Linked DNA regions of Anas platyrhynchos: region 2 is linked to region 1. A link is a contact called in public Hi-C data. All regions are on one chromosome and are shown on one strand. The core of a region is the stretch at or near the end of the contact, and the rest is flanking DNA. Distances in the headings are between cores, read along the strand shown.

Region 1 (7,305 bases), core at 870-3,369:
ATGGAAATGTGCAGCTCCCATCTGCTGAACCGGGGCTGAACGGTGGGAGCCAACACTTCCCTCATGCCTCCTTCTCAAACAAGTATGTTGCTGCTCCGTTTCTTGGGAACGAGCTGGATACACACAGGAAAACAAAGGAGGGTTCTCTAGTCTCTGAGGTACGTGTCATAGAAATAGCAGATAAATAAAACTTCATAAATAAAAATATCTTTCTGGAATGATTTCACAGAGGTGAAAATTTGAACAGTGAAACAACAGTGACTGCCATAGATCCCAAGTTTTATTCCCATATATAAGAGCCAAGATTTTTGTCAGCTGCGAAGAAATCGGGGATGTTTGTGAACAGCAGGAGGAGAGCACAGCCTCAGAGCAGCACAGATTCCAGCACCAAAGACATCACTCTTAAGTAGACTTACTATTTTAATCACTTACTTACAACTTTAACACAATCAGCTAGTTTTGTTGAGTTTGGGTTCCTGTAGGTTTATTAAAGGCAAAGCCACACACGGCAGCGTAGGCATGGAGTCCCCTGTGGGTGCTCCTGGCTCATCCTGAGAGCATCAGCCACTTCCTCCAGCCCCGCAGTACCACAAAGAAATACCTCTCTATAAATAATCTCTAAGAACTTTTTGACTGAAAAAATCTGTAAGGGTTTGGTTTGAAACACATCAGACTAAAGAACAAAAGCATAAGGCTTGAGGGAGGGGTAGGCAAGAGCTACTCAGCTTAGGTAAGTAACTAAATAACTGGGGGACAGAGGGAAAGGCAGTAGAAAAAAAAAAAAAAAAAAAGAAGAAAAAGAAAAAAAAAATTAGTGTCTCCTCCCTTTGGAAATCACTTTCTGGTTTATGCTGCTGCACCCTTCCTAGACTCTCAGACCTCTCCCAAGAACATTTCCATGCCTTGCGCTGTCTCGAAGGGTGCTCTCTTCCCTTTAATGCAGTGGCAGTTCAAAGGCTTGATGCTTTGAGGTCCCTTGAAAATTGCTGGAGTTTGCTTTCCATTGCAACAAGCAGTAGCTGAGGCATCCTCCCCATGAAGAGGTCAGATCCTGCTGCTGCTGGCTCAGGACTGACACTAAATTACAAAATGGAGGTTCTGCAGACCACACCAGCCTGCCTCTGCTCTTCCTCCCCGCTTTCTGGTTTCCCAGAACTGCTTGCTCATGGATGGGCTGTGCGAGGCTTGGAGTTTGTGGGGTTTCTCTTGACTGCTGCTAAATGGAAAATGTAAAACAAATAAGAAAACACAGAGGCACAAGTAAAATAAAAAATAATCTCTTCAGTCGCAGTCTTTCAAAATACTTTTGGTTGGTGGCTCACAAAAATAACTATTTTTGGAGCACTTCTACATCTGCATTTTGCTCTCAGTTTTCGTCTGCACAGACCTTACTTACCCAAAGAAATAGATTGACTGACACCTAGTGGAAAACAAGCTTTATTTTCTCTTATTCTGCTGAGTGGAACATTTTAGGCAGTATTTAAATTGACTCAGTTTATATTACTATTATTGTAGAAAACAATAACATTACCACCTGCATTTTACCTTTATTTTATGAGCGTATACAGATATTCAATATAATCACAGGCAGGACAATCAACAACAATTCATTTAAAACACAGACACTTTGGTTAATGAATGAGCCTGGTATGAGACCACAGCACAACCCATCCTTGTACTGAGCACACACACACACCAGTAACACATAGCTCTGAGAGCCCCTGAAGTGCCAACCAATAAACATAAATTTATTCTCAAAACTGTCAGCCTTCTGGAGTTGTTGCTTCTACTAAAACAGAATTATTGATTCCCTTGTTAATGTTTTATGCATAAACATTTAAGAAACTGAAGATATTTTTTCTCTAAATTTCTATTTTTAACGGACTTAGAGAAGTTCATCTTATGGTATCATTTACCCCAACTAATGATAAGAATGTGAAGCTGATTCTGCCTTGTCGTTCGGATTTGTACATGCTTCAGACTCTTGTCTCAGTGGTCGCCTAATGCTCAGCATCTGTGAAGGGATTTTGCAACACAAAACAAATGCCAAACATAGCTTAGCTGACTGCAGCGTTCCCACAGCCTGATGTAGGTAGCATCACCCATATGTGCTTGTGACTAATAGATTTGATTGGTGCAATGCTGTGCTTTGCAGGCCTTGCTGAGAAACCTCTTTACAAGGTCCAGCTGGAGGAGAATTAAACAGTGGGGATTCTCTTGCGGACAAAATCTCGAAATATAATTCCGTGGCACTGAGAGGCTTTGGTTCAAGCTTCCCTAGAACAGCACGTCCATTCTTCTAGCGCCTCTGCCCACAATTTCTGAAGTCATCTAAACTGCCAGATCCTGACCCAGAAAGTCCATGTTCCTGTGAGCTGGTCCCTCTGTCTCAGCCAAGTAGGACATGTGCATTTAGAGGTAATCTTACATGTCATTTCTGGAGAAGACTCGGTCTTACAGTGACTAATGGAAAGTACAACCTGGTACTACCAACAGTGTCATTCACCCCCAAGTCCCAAAGGTTTGAATATTATCTTTGATGCAATGATCTAGAGGAAACCGACAGACAAAAACACAATGATTGATCTGAATAGCCAGATCTTAATATATAACTAGGGCCTGAGACCTGATTTACAAGCCAAGCCTGCTAAAGGCAGTGCTACCCAAAAGGTAATTTTCCTACCAAAAATCCCAGACTAATTTCCCCATAAAAGCTTCTGCTCTCCAGCCACAGTGATGTAGATCTTACTTCTAATTTTACCTTTCAAAATAATTAAGTAGACATGTTACATTATAAAATCAGTCTTCATATTCTCATTCCAGTTTGCCAAGTACAATTTTAATAAATTCAAAGAGCTGTATTGAGTCACATATTAAAAAAATTAATAGTTGCTTAAAAGAGCATTAAACTCTTCTGAGTATTTATGTTCCTACAAGGAGAAGAAAGGACTTCAGATCACAGCTGTAGATCCTGTGTTTGCATTCTGTCTTTCATAATACTTAGCTACTTTCAAGTTGGCCTCTAACTGGATATGGGAAAGTCATCTTTTTCTGCAGGGTTTTGGGATTTTTTTCAGTTTGGCTCAGTTACGACCTCTGATTTTCCTCTGTCCCTAGTTTTGGTCTCTGGGAACAGCAGAAACCACTAAATGTTTTTGATTATCCACTTAATCCCCTCAGGCGGTGTAGTGTCTTTAGTCTAGACTTTAGTGAAACGACATTTATTTGTTGAGCTTCTAGTTCTCAATTAAAAAATAAAAAATAAAATCTTGAGAAACTTCCTGTGGTTCCTTGTACAGACTCTTGGCCGGTTCATACAAGAAAAACACTGCCTGATATTTCATATTCATACTTTTATTCCTCTCAATACTTTTCAAAAACTAGTTCTATTTCTTTTTTGTTTTTTTTTTTTTTTCTTAATTGTGACATTCTCCAGCACTGTTAGGAATATTCCTCGCTGTTGCTTTGCCATCTTCTCTCTCTCTTCCATTTCTGAATCCTTCCGACTTACTCATTCAGACCTTTGCACTTGTTCTGAAGGGAAGCTGGCACACAAACGCAGGAGACTGCTCTGATGTTGTTAGCAATGACCTTGGCTTCAGCAGAAAAATGTTACAGCATACACTCTCCGTGCACACCCAGCCAGTGCAGGGAAGGCTGGTTTTGGTATATGCAAACTGATGGGAGCAAACCAGCTGCCACTTACTCCAGACTGTGTGCTGGTATTTCACTCAATGTTACCTTTCTCTACCACTTGTATTTAGGGAAAACAAACAAACAACAACAACAAAAAACAGGTCTGTAGAGATGAGAGGCTACAGCAATGATTTTCATACTGTGAATGCAAGCTAACCAATGTGCTCTTTGGTGAGCTGACATCTCAGAGAAGCACAGACTATCGAATATCCCTTGGCAAGGATGTGTTTCAGTTATGGACCATGCCAATAGCTGATCATCATCATTCATTCCTCAGGAAATGAGAAGGGGACCATGAGTGTTTCACAGCTGAGCCATTCACCAAGAGCAACATCTCTCTAGCTGTGCCTGGTGGGCCGAGGCTAGCAGATGCCATTGTTTTCTTGTTTGTTTCTTTGTTTTTCCACTCAGGTTGGAAAGAAGTCTGAAGTATCCTGGACTGGTGGACAGCCCAGCTCAAGCACACCGGGGCTGCTGGGCAGGGACACCAGCAGACTCTTCGAGTCTGTCCCAGAGCTCCTGAAATGTCCCCTGTCAGCCATCTGCATAGCGTTTGGGAAGGTGTGTGCCTCTCCCCCTTGCTTGGCCCTCCTTCCATCCCATGATTTCATGTAGGCATCCTGTAGCCTGTTCTACATAGTGAACGACCCAAGTGCACAGAGACACAGCCTCCCCATACAACTACTCCATCCGACAGCGGTCTGTAATCATCTCTGAAATCTTCACATTTATTATCATCAAGTGGCTATTGCTGCACATGACTTTTTCTTTATTTCAAACTGCATTGTAGGAATGCTAAAGCTGTTTATATAACCACTGTATTAAATCTCTTTTTGGTATTTATCCACTTAAATGTGTTTTTTGATGGTCTGTCTCCAGTGAGCTCTCATTTATGCTTCTTTACTCTCAATAAGCCAGAGCCTAATATGTTACCACAGAGACATGATCCGGCACAGACTGAAGTGCTCATGTGAGTAACCTGCTCAGAGACACTAATGGTTTGTTTAATATTTCATAGACACGTCAATTATAAATTCAGCTCATATTTGGAAGGCTTCTCTGCACACCACTAAATCACTTCATGCTTCCTGTAAACTGTCTGAACTGAAAGGCAAAGGTGAATCTGAGGACATACAAGGTTGCATACAGACATTTCCATACATAGGCCCAAAAAAAAATTAAAAAAAAAAAAAACAACAAACACTATCTGTTTTCCCCGATTTTGAGTAGAGGGGAAACACTACTTTGCCCTCCAGATTGTTCATAATTAACTGTCAGTCTATGATAAGGAAACGCGAGTAGTGATGGGTCAGTTTGTTCTCAGTAATTCTGACATGTAGCACACAGTCTCTTATATAAAGACACAGAAAGAGACACAGAAAAGAACACCCAAAAGGCTCCCCTGGATGACTCTTATTTTTATCTTGTGGAAGAGGAAACACCAGTTTTCAGTCTGACTGTGCACACAGAGATGTCTCTGTTAGCACACTGATATGGCAGAGATATTTTTAGCCAGATCATCTGCTTGTTTATGTCCCCCTTCTTTATCTCTTTTATTCATGAAGACTTCAAAATGCCTGGAGTCATAGGCTCCGATATTCCAGGGAAATTAATTTTAGATGCTGTACAAAGAGCAGAAAGCAGTTTATATTCTGCAGGAGTCAACGTACCTTGTCACAACAGAAGAGGGCAACCTTATACCATCTCACAGCTCCCACGGTCGGGGTCCCATCCACACACCCGTCCTCAAAGCAGAGTATTGCTCCCGGTCAACCACGACACACGGGGTGAAGAACTTAGATCCAAGAATCTTTTCAAAGACAGGAGCACCACTCATAATATCCATATTTTCTTTCCTTCTCCCACATTTCTGCTTCTGTTAGGACATGATCACAAGTGCTGAAGCTCCTCCTGCTCATTTTTTTTATTACTTTTTAATAGAATCATAAAATCATAGGATGGTTTAGGGTGGAAGGGACCTTAAAGATCATCTAGTTCCAACCTCCCTGCCATGTTTGGTTTGTTTGCTTGTTTAAACAGATTATTTGGATTCTATTTTAGATAATATCTATATAATCTACAGGGGTAGGTGATAGGTTTAAGAGTCAGGAACCAGGCTGAGCACTGGGAGAAGCAGCAGGTGCAGGTGCTGCAGGCTTGCCTAGAATCAACACTGAAGATGTAGGCATAACCTAAAGAGCTCAGAAGGTACCCAAACAAAGACAATGATGGATAAATTACAGCTGACAGGAGAAAAGGGTGAAGAGGGAATTATGTGTAGATGATACCATCATTTGTTGCGCTATTGGAGATGTAAATTGTCCTCAATCCTGTAAATTAGTCCCTGTAATAAGGTTTGCTATAGCACTTTGAGGCATTAAGGAGTCATCTTTTCATTTTTGTCTTCAGCTGTCAGAGACAGAAGTATGAGAACACCCTGAAAGTGTCATCATATATGGAGATTTAAGGGTAAAAATGGTTTAAGGGTAAGGATTTAAGGATTAAGGTTTAAGGGTAATGATTTAAGGGTAAGGATACCACATATTTGTGGTATCCTGAGATGCTACTGCTGTGTTTTTTGTTTGTCTCTCTCTGAATAGAAAAGAGGCAGGCTGAACCGAAGAGTCTTTGAAGGGAATGCTCAGAAAGAAGAAAATAAGTGAAATTAGAGATAGAAAGAAATAGATATGAAATAAACAGGAATAGTGGAGCCCTTGATTATTAGTTTAGCAAAAGGGGAACTGTGCAATCACATGCATCTGAATGCAGAATGCTAAGTATATTTACTACCATAGTAGCAAACTAAGCATCTAGGAAATCACTCCTGGCGGATCTGGAAAATTATCTAACTATCCAAGATACCTGGAACAGTCTTCTACATCACACACATACATGTACCTGTTTTGTTAAGGGGGAGTCTCAGGGCAATCCTTTCTTTACTTGGGGTAATTAATATACTTCAGTTACTGTACAGGTAATAACAGCAAGAGGCTGGTATCCATCAACAACTGAAATTATGCCCCTTTTTGTGCCTTAATAATTTTTTAATCTGTCCTTATATTTATTTCTAAAAGAAAAGCTTGTACCAGTGCAAATGTATTGGTAGAAGAGTAAAATAAATGCAACCCCATGTTGTGGGGTATAGTTTACTCTAGATCATATTGAATGAACTGAAACAGAGCATGCTGCAATGTAGATAAAAATGTAGGGAAAATTGTTATCCCTAACAATCTTCCTCTGCAAATGCCTAGCCTTGACAGTGCACAAGTATTGAACTCAAAGTGGTAGGAAAAAGGTGCATTGATGCATTGCTTCTTCTGCATGGGCTCTTGAGTAAAGACAACAGGAAGATATTAATCAGACCCTCTGAAATGTAAGATCAATCAAAACAGGGACCTCTGCTTACCCGAGGAATACCCAGATGTACTGATTGTCCTCTGCTGTGACTGCTCTCACCTTTGCCATTCCCCTTCATTTCTCTCTCTCCTTCCTATCTTTGCTTTCTTCTCTGCATCAGAGAGCATTCATCAGCACTGCATCACATTTCATTCATCCTTTCTTCATAGACACCACTCTGTATCCCACTAAAACTATATTTATTACCATCCC
Region 2 (6,905 bases), core at 1,881-4,380, 180 kb after region 1:
TTAAAGAATGAATTAGTACAGCTACTCTGTTCTCCAAATAAAATAAGAAATGCATACCGAACATTGTTATTTGGCACAGGTTTTAATTTACTGATAGCCTTTTGTTCTTCCTGCACTTCCTATCCAAGGCAGAAGCCTAAGTAAGCATCCTTGGTTCCTCCAGCACTGCCAAAATAAGGCTTCTCAGCCCCTTTTGAAAGAGGGGAGGGAACATACCTCCCTCCTCTCCTGTGCTTAAACAGGAGAAACTCAGGAGGACATCTGCAAGGACACCGATGTACTTTGGTATTTTTTGCCTTACAGAGGGCACCTGCAGTCCCTCCCATTCCTCCCCAAGGCAGCAGAAGAGCTGTGAGGCTCATTGCTGGGTAAGCACATGGGCTGTGCCAAGTCCCATTTCGACCTGTGCGAGTGCTGCCCTCAGATTTGCCCCCACGAAAAGGCTTCTGACCATCACAGAGCCACAAATGCCACTTCTGCCTCACAACTGCCCTTCAACATACTGAGCTTGGCAGCCCCTCCTTTCAAACACCACAACTCTGACTGTAATGGGAAATAACTGGGCCCCCCAAACAGCATCACTTGCTTGACTTTGTGTCCTTAAATGAAGTTGATGTTCTCAGGGGTATGCTCTCTGTCCTTTCATGCAATTGTACGTACAGGGTATGACCCTTCAGGAATGGATAGCTAAAGCATGCTGTGTGCTTAATTTTTTAAATCTGTGGACAGAGGTAATTGATCCTTGAACATACTCTGGTGTTCATGTGGTTACTACACCACACAGCTGCAGGATGCTTTATACCTTAGGATGTTGCCATTTGGCTGAATTACAGTTATGGGAAGCTTTGCATTTAAATTCTTAGTGTTATTACAGTTAGTTGCATTTAATTTGTGTTTATCCATAAAATAATTGGTTTTCCCTAAAGTAAGTAACAGAAATGCTTGGACACTTAAGAGGGTATTTAAACGTATCGCCTTTAAAACCAGATTGTGCTTCAAAATGAGCTGTGTCTCACCCAGGGGGCAAAGATGTTTGTTTGTGTTTTATTTTATTCCAGTTTGGGATTCACAACTCCTATTAACCTTTTCTGGTTTAAACTTCCTAGAGGCCTAAAGCAGGTGAGAATTAGGATTAACAATTGGTGCAAACTGTATCAAAATAGAGAGGATAATCTAAGTCCAGATCCTGAGCAGAAGGACACTCACTATCTTAACTTCACATAGTCCTCAGGAGCTAACAATTTGTATTAGCCAAAGATTTGGCTCTCAGTTCTGCATGTTTAAAAATAAAAATGGAATTTAGGAGCAATATATAGTGCAGAGAATACATGTTAAAATCGTATGAAATTGCTGCTTCATTTTAAGTGACTTGTGAAAGATTAGAGGCTTTCTGCTAACGATGACAAATTAAGGTCAAGCTTTTATCTAAGGTAAAGAATGGCAAGAGAAATGTTGATTCATTTTTCTTAGACCTGTACCACAACATAATAGAGTGAGCCTTGGAAGAGTACAAGGGCAAGCTCAATGTCCAGCACCTTTAGCAGTCTCCTCTGATACTAATTCTGTGTTGTTTTTCTTAAGAAAAGATTCACAGTCTTAGATAACATAAACAGGTACATACTGTGGGCACAAAGGGAGCTAAGCTTTGTATTTCTCTTTTTAGCCATATTATTTTGATACTCGGAACTATTATTGGGTCTTGTGCTTTGGTGACATTTAGAATGCCATGAGGAGATTTGAGTGCTGTCAAATAGCAGATTGACCCTATTGAAATGTTAAGCACAGCTTAAATGCATATGAGAGAGGGCTGAATAAAACAAGGGATGCAACTAATTCGGTAAGAAACCCTTCAGAATAAAAGCAGTGGGATTTACTTGTTTTGCCTCTGAATATTCTCATAAACACGAGCATTTTTACTTTCCTTACTATATTGCAGTTTTTCATGAGAAGTTATTAAAACGTCCTGTGTTTCTTAAAAAAATAAGTTAATTGCTTACAAAATAATTTAATTTACCTTTAGTTGTCCTCTCTGTAAATGAAATTTCAGATTTAAGTAGGGGTAAAAATCGGAAATTTTGAGTTCTACCACAGAAAACAGTTCATGACATTTTCCACATTAGCTTTCATTTCTCTTTAAGTTTATGTCTGAGCTGAAGCTCCACTAAACCCGACTCCAAAGTACTGTGAATAAATGTCAAAGGGAAAAAGAAAACCCAAACCAGCCAGTTTTCCTTAATTTAGGGTTTGAACTCGGTGCAGGAGCAGCGAGTTCTTGCCGAGGCTTTAATGTTAGGATGATTTGATGAGAATTAGGCTGTATTTACAGGCTTCGACACTGGTGGGTGCTAACATTTTTCTGCCCTGCGCCAGGAGCGCATCCAGTCAGTCGCTGCTCGCAGCGCTGCCGGGGCTGGGCAGCCTCAGCCGCAAACTTGGGCTTTGGCTCTGTTTGCCCTGGCTGGTTCGTGCGTTTGTTTGGTTTGAAGCAACGAGAGGAAATAGCAAGAGTTTTGTTTTTTTTACCTTGGGTGCTGTCTGTGGTGGGGCTGGCGTTCAGCCGCGCCTCGGTCGCGGAGCACCTGCCGTTCTCTTCGGCGCCTAACTGCAGGACAGGTTCATATCGCAATATGGCATCCAGGTCGTGGAAAAACTTCATGGTTTTAGTGGCATCCCCGGAGTTGTGGGCGTATTTAACCGTTCTGTATTCATACTTGAGGTTTTTGTACTTTGCCCGGCACTGCTTCCAATCCCTGCAAACTCCCAACTCCTGCAGCCTTTTGGCAATGTAGATGAAAATCCCTTTATTCCTCAGCGTCCCGCGGAGCTGCTTCCTGATGCTTTTCTCGGACCAGACGCTTAGCAAGGCTTTAACCTCCTCCTCAGTCCAGTGCTTCCCCACTCCACACTCCATGTTGAAAGTGACCTGGAAATGATTCACTATTTCTAGCCAAGATCTGGTTCCCTAGGCAACCAGGCGCCTGGTTGTCAGCGCCGCGCTCCGCCGCGCCGCCCCGAGCCGCTGCGGGCCCCGAGCACGGGCGGCCCCAAGGCCTGCGGGCGGCCGGAGCCCCGCGGAGCCCACCCGAGCCCTGGGCGGCCATTTCGCCTCGGGAGCCCGCGGGTCTCCCCGGCCTCACGCGAGAAACCGTGGCGGCATCGCCACCGTGGCGAAAAACACGGGTGTTTCTGGCGTCCTCTGAGGAGGAGCAGCACCTGTGTGGAAAAATGGGCTGGGGATGGGCTTGTGTGGGTGTCCTGCGTGGGCACCGCCGCGGCTCCTCGTGAGGCTGCAGTGCGGGTGGGTGGCAGCAGCGTGGGCATGACTCGAGCCTTCCTGCCGGGGGGTGTTTTAAAGCCGGGGGCCGCCCACGCGCGTTGTTAATGCTCATTAATTACTGAGCGATGATTTAATAAAACGCTCGCCTGTGGAGGATTCGCCAAAGTGGCGAAATTGCATAAGCTTTTTGCGCTTCCCTTCTGCTTGTGCTTACTTTTTGCCATTAGCGCTACAAGGAAGATGTAAGCTGCCTCCTTGCAAAGGCCCTTCACTCAGGATGCCTGCTTCTCTCACCGCTTCCTTGTGGAGGTGTTTAAAGGGACAGCATCGATACTGAAATGGGAATCGTCTGCAATACTGAATTGAAAGTCTCTGGATGCAGCAAATCAGTTAGTTTTAACGCCAGTCTTTGTGTTTATAGACGGGGCAATCTTCCTGAGTTAAAATAAACGTGTTTAGGAATGTCCTCGTTGTGGCGAAACAACCAGGGTATGTGTAGGGATCAATAACTTCAACCTCCTTTATTGAGGACAGGCTCCCTTCTTATACAGCAGCCCTACAAGCGGAGCTTTCCCAGCAGCTATTCATCGGTTAACAACTTTGCCCAGCAACAGCAAACATTTAGCAACTCCCATGTCTTCAGGGTTGGAGAACAAGCAGTTGGAGACAGCAAGGCGTCTCCTGAATCACCCTGCTTTGTTCTTCCTAACTTCTTCGCATTCCTCAGGGCCTCATCGTCACCAGCCCGATGTTATCGCCAGCCACGGGGCTCGTCGACCCCCATGGCGATCCTCCCACAGCTAGCTGTGCAAATGCCTGCTTGATTGCTTCAGTGCGAGAGTTCAAAAGCTTTCACACAGGTGATCAGTGACAGAGACAATGCATTCCCTTAAGCAAAAGCAGCAGTTTTAAGACAAAGCGCCCCAAACCCCGACAGAAATGCAGTAACGCTGGAGAGCCTACTGCTGGAGCCCGGAGTACCAGCACTGCAAAGTGGCTTTGCAGATTAAGCATCTGCTGTTATTTTATGCCCACACTGAAATCGGACTGCAGTAAGAGGCTGAGCCAGTGCTTATTAATGGAAAGATTCCCACTGAATTCAGTGGGCTTAGGCACAAACCTTATGTGACTGTTTGCAAATAAAGCGTATCACGGGCAAGAAACCAGTTTTGATTACAGGCATGTGAAATGAAACAATAAATAAACATACATTAAAATTTCATCTTGTGAAGAATGGGAAAACCCACCAATCTATAGTATGGTACAGCGTTTCATTCAAAGCATTTCATGTTTAATTGTATTTTGTCCACAGGGGCCAGGAGAGTGCTGGAATTGTGACAAGTGATGGAGAGTCATCCCAGGCATTCAAAGTGCACAAGGTAAAATGTAAATGCTTTGTAGATGCCCAACTGAGATGCACAGTTTGTTTCAGTGAGGAAACTGAATAGCTAAAAAGAGGGGAAGCATCATGTTTTGATTTTTTGTTTTTTTGTTTTTGCTTTGTCAGAGTGCTAATATCTAATTCTGTTATTTGTGCAATTTCTGACTTAAGTACGCGTTTAAAACAGACATGCCAATATTATCCCTGCTGCTTGTATACATGCACACAGCAGCAGACACACAGGTCCAGATCAGGCTATTGTTTTCCTATAAAAGTAGTTACCAAAGTCAACCTGCAGCTAAAGTGTTAACTCCAGAGATTTGGAAGAGTTCATCACAGCTTGAGAAAGAGAAAAGGAAAATAGTTACAGGTTCTGCACAAGCAAGTGGATGACATTCTTAGCTTAGTGAGAATCAAGGAAGTGGAAGCTACTGTACCCATAGGTGAAAATGAACAAAATAAATGATTGAATGGAGACCTGAGAAGGTCACCCAGTCTTTCTCAAGCTGAGAGAATCCCCAGGGATGTAAAACAAACAAACAAACAAACAAACAAACAAAAACATAAAATGGCCACAGCCTCTGAAGTATTATGCCTGGAGAATCCCTGCATTTTCTGAGACTGGTTTTGCTCATTCTGTTTTGAATAGTGATCAGGAAAAAATTATCATCAGCCTATTAAACACTGGAAGAGCAGCATATAGGAAATAAAACTATTTCAGCAGACAAAACCACAGGGCAGTTCTTGATGCCAGTGCACTCTCTAACCACAGTCCGAAAGCAATTTGTTTTCATGTTCAGGGGTCTCTGAGGGAGATTAATTAAGCTGTTCAAATCAGTGTAAGAGTAAGAACCATTTTGTTGCAGCAGCATGTGTATAAATGTGTGACTGCTGAATGCCTCGTGCACAGTCTTGTCTCTTGAGCGTCATGTTTGTCGCCTCTTCTGGAATTTCCCCCCCTCCTATCCATTACTTGCAGCCTGATCCTCCCCCCTACACACTTTTAAATGCCAGTTTTCTGAACTACTGCACCGTGTTGTCTGTTTTTCATTCCCGCTCCTGCTTGGGTTTCAGCTTTCCTTAAGGTTAACAGAAATTGCAACTTCCTTTTAAAGTGAGCTTTAAAAGATAAATCCTGTAGTAAAAGATATTTCTCAGAATGAACTTGTAGCAGCCAATACAATAAGCAGTAGAGTTTCCATGTTAGTGAGCTGACATACTTGGCTGTCATCTAAGAATTTAATTGACTGTCATTGTATCAGCTTTGATATTTTAAGAGTTGCAAAGCGTGTGATGGTTTCTTATATCCTTGAAATACCTTTCCCAGCTACATCACTTTTAAAAACCATAATAACCACAGTGTAATAAAGAGCCTGTGGAGTACAATAGATATGACGTGTAATCCTAGAAACAATGCCAATGTAACAAGCATTTGGATCTGTTACACCAGTGGAAATAAGTTTACAAGTCTGACTTATAAACTAGATCATAAAAACAAACAAACAAACAAACAAACAAACAAAAACAGTGAAGATGCTACTGTGTCCATTTGTCCTCCAACCCCCGGCTGACTATTCTTAGCAGAGACAAGAGAATGGAAAAGGTGCCTGCTGCTCACTGCATCGATTTACAACCCAGTGCGTTACTGCAAACTCACCTTTGTCAACAGCTTAAGCCAATGCACGTATTAGAGTACGAACTGTACTGCCTATGGCACGGGTATGTGCTCCTTTCTGATTGTTGCTGGCCTTTGACAACGGATTTATAGCCCTTGACAAAGGCTGTTAATCCATTGTTTTAAACTCTCCCAGAAGACTCATCCAGATTTGTCTGTTGGAGCCTTTCAGCTAGACTTGTGCAAGAAAACATTAGTGTCATAGCTGAACTGGCTCAGGATGTGGAAAAACTTAAATCTCTTGTATAGATGTAGTGATGTCAACAGCAGAAAGGCTTTGTCTGACTTTTGCGTGCTTGAATATGCAGAAAAATCTATATTGAAGTAGCTATATTATCATGTTCTGGTATGTACCAGGCTTCATGTAATACAGATGTCAGATCGTCTTCACTGGGAACTCTTTATACTGGTGCAATTCACGTTCACTGTCCCACACCAGCAATCTAAATCAGCAAAATATTTCAAGCTGCATTTTAAAGATTATGTATTTGTGTCAGCAATTCTGTTTTAAAATAGCATTGCTTGTTTAAGCTATAGCAATGCTTCAAATAGCCACATCCATTGACATTGGA

The links. Hi-C and Micro-C count contacts between places; a contact is called where the count stands out from the background.
Region 2: a contact with region 1 is called in a Hi-C map of liver, with 3 times the contacts expected there. The contact joins the promoter of PAICS here to the enhancer-like site in region 1. A contact is called at or near these places in 2 of 8 Hi-C or Micro-C datasets (liver and skeletal muscle).

Annotation. Positions count from the first base shown.
Region 1 is chr4:50,899,997-50,907,301 of IASCAAS_PekinDuck_T2T, forward strand. No RefSeq gene overlaps it. Among named protein-coding and RNA genes, the nearest start is that of TRMT9B, 120 kb to the right of the region's middle. Within about 2 kb of position 2,120, at least 3 of the 8 cell types and tissues checked have an H3K27ac peak or open chromatin away from gene starts, as enhancers often do.
Region 2 is chr4:51,080,670-51,087,574 of IASCAAS_PekinDuck_T2T, forward strand. PAICS (phosphoribosylaminoimidazole carboxylase and phosphoribosylaminoimidazolesuccinocarboxamide synthase) reads right to left here and starts at 3,131. Exons shown (of 18, transcript XM_072037598.1): 1 at 2,524-3,131. The coding sequence starts at 2,911. It overlaps PPAT (phosphoribosyl pyrophosphate amidotransferase), which reads left to right. Exons shown (of 11, transcript XM_038178494.2): 2 at 4,590-4,656.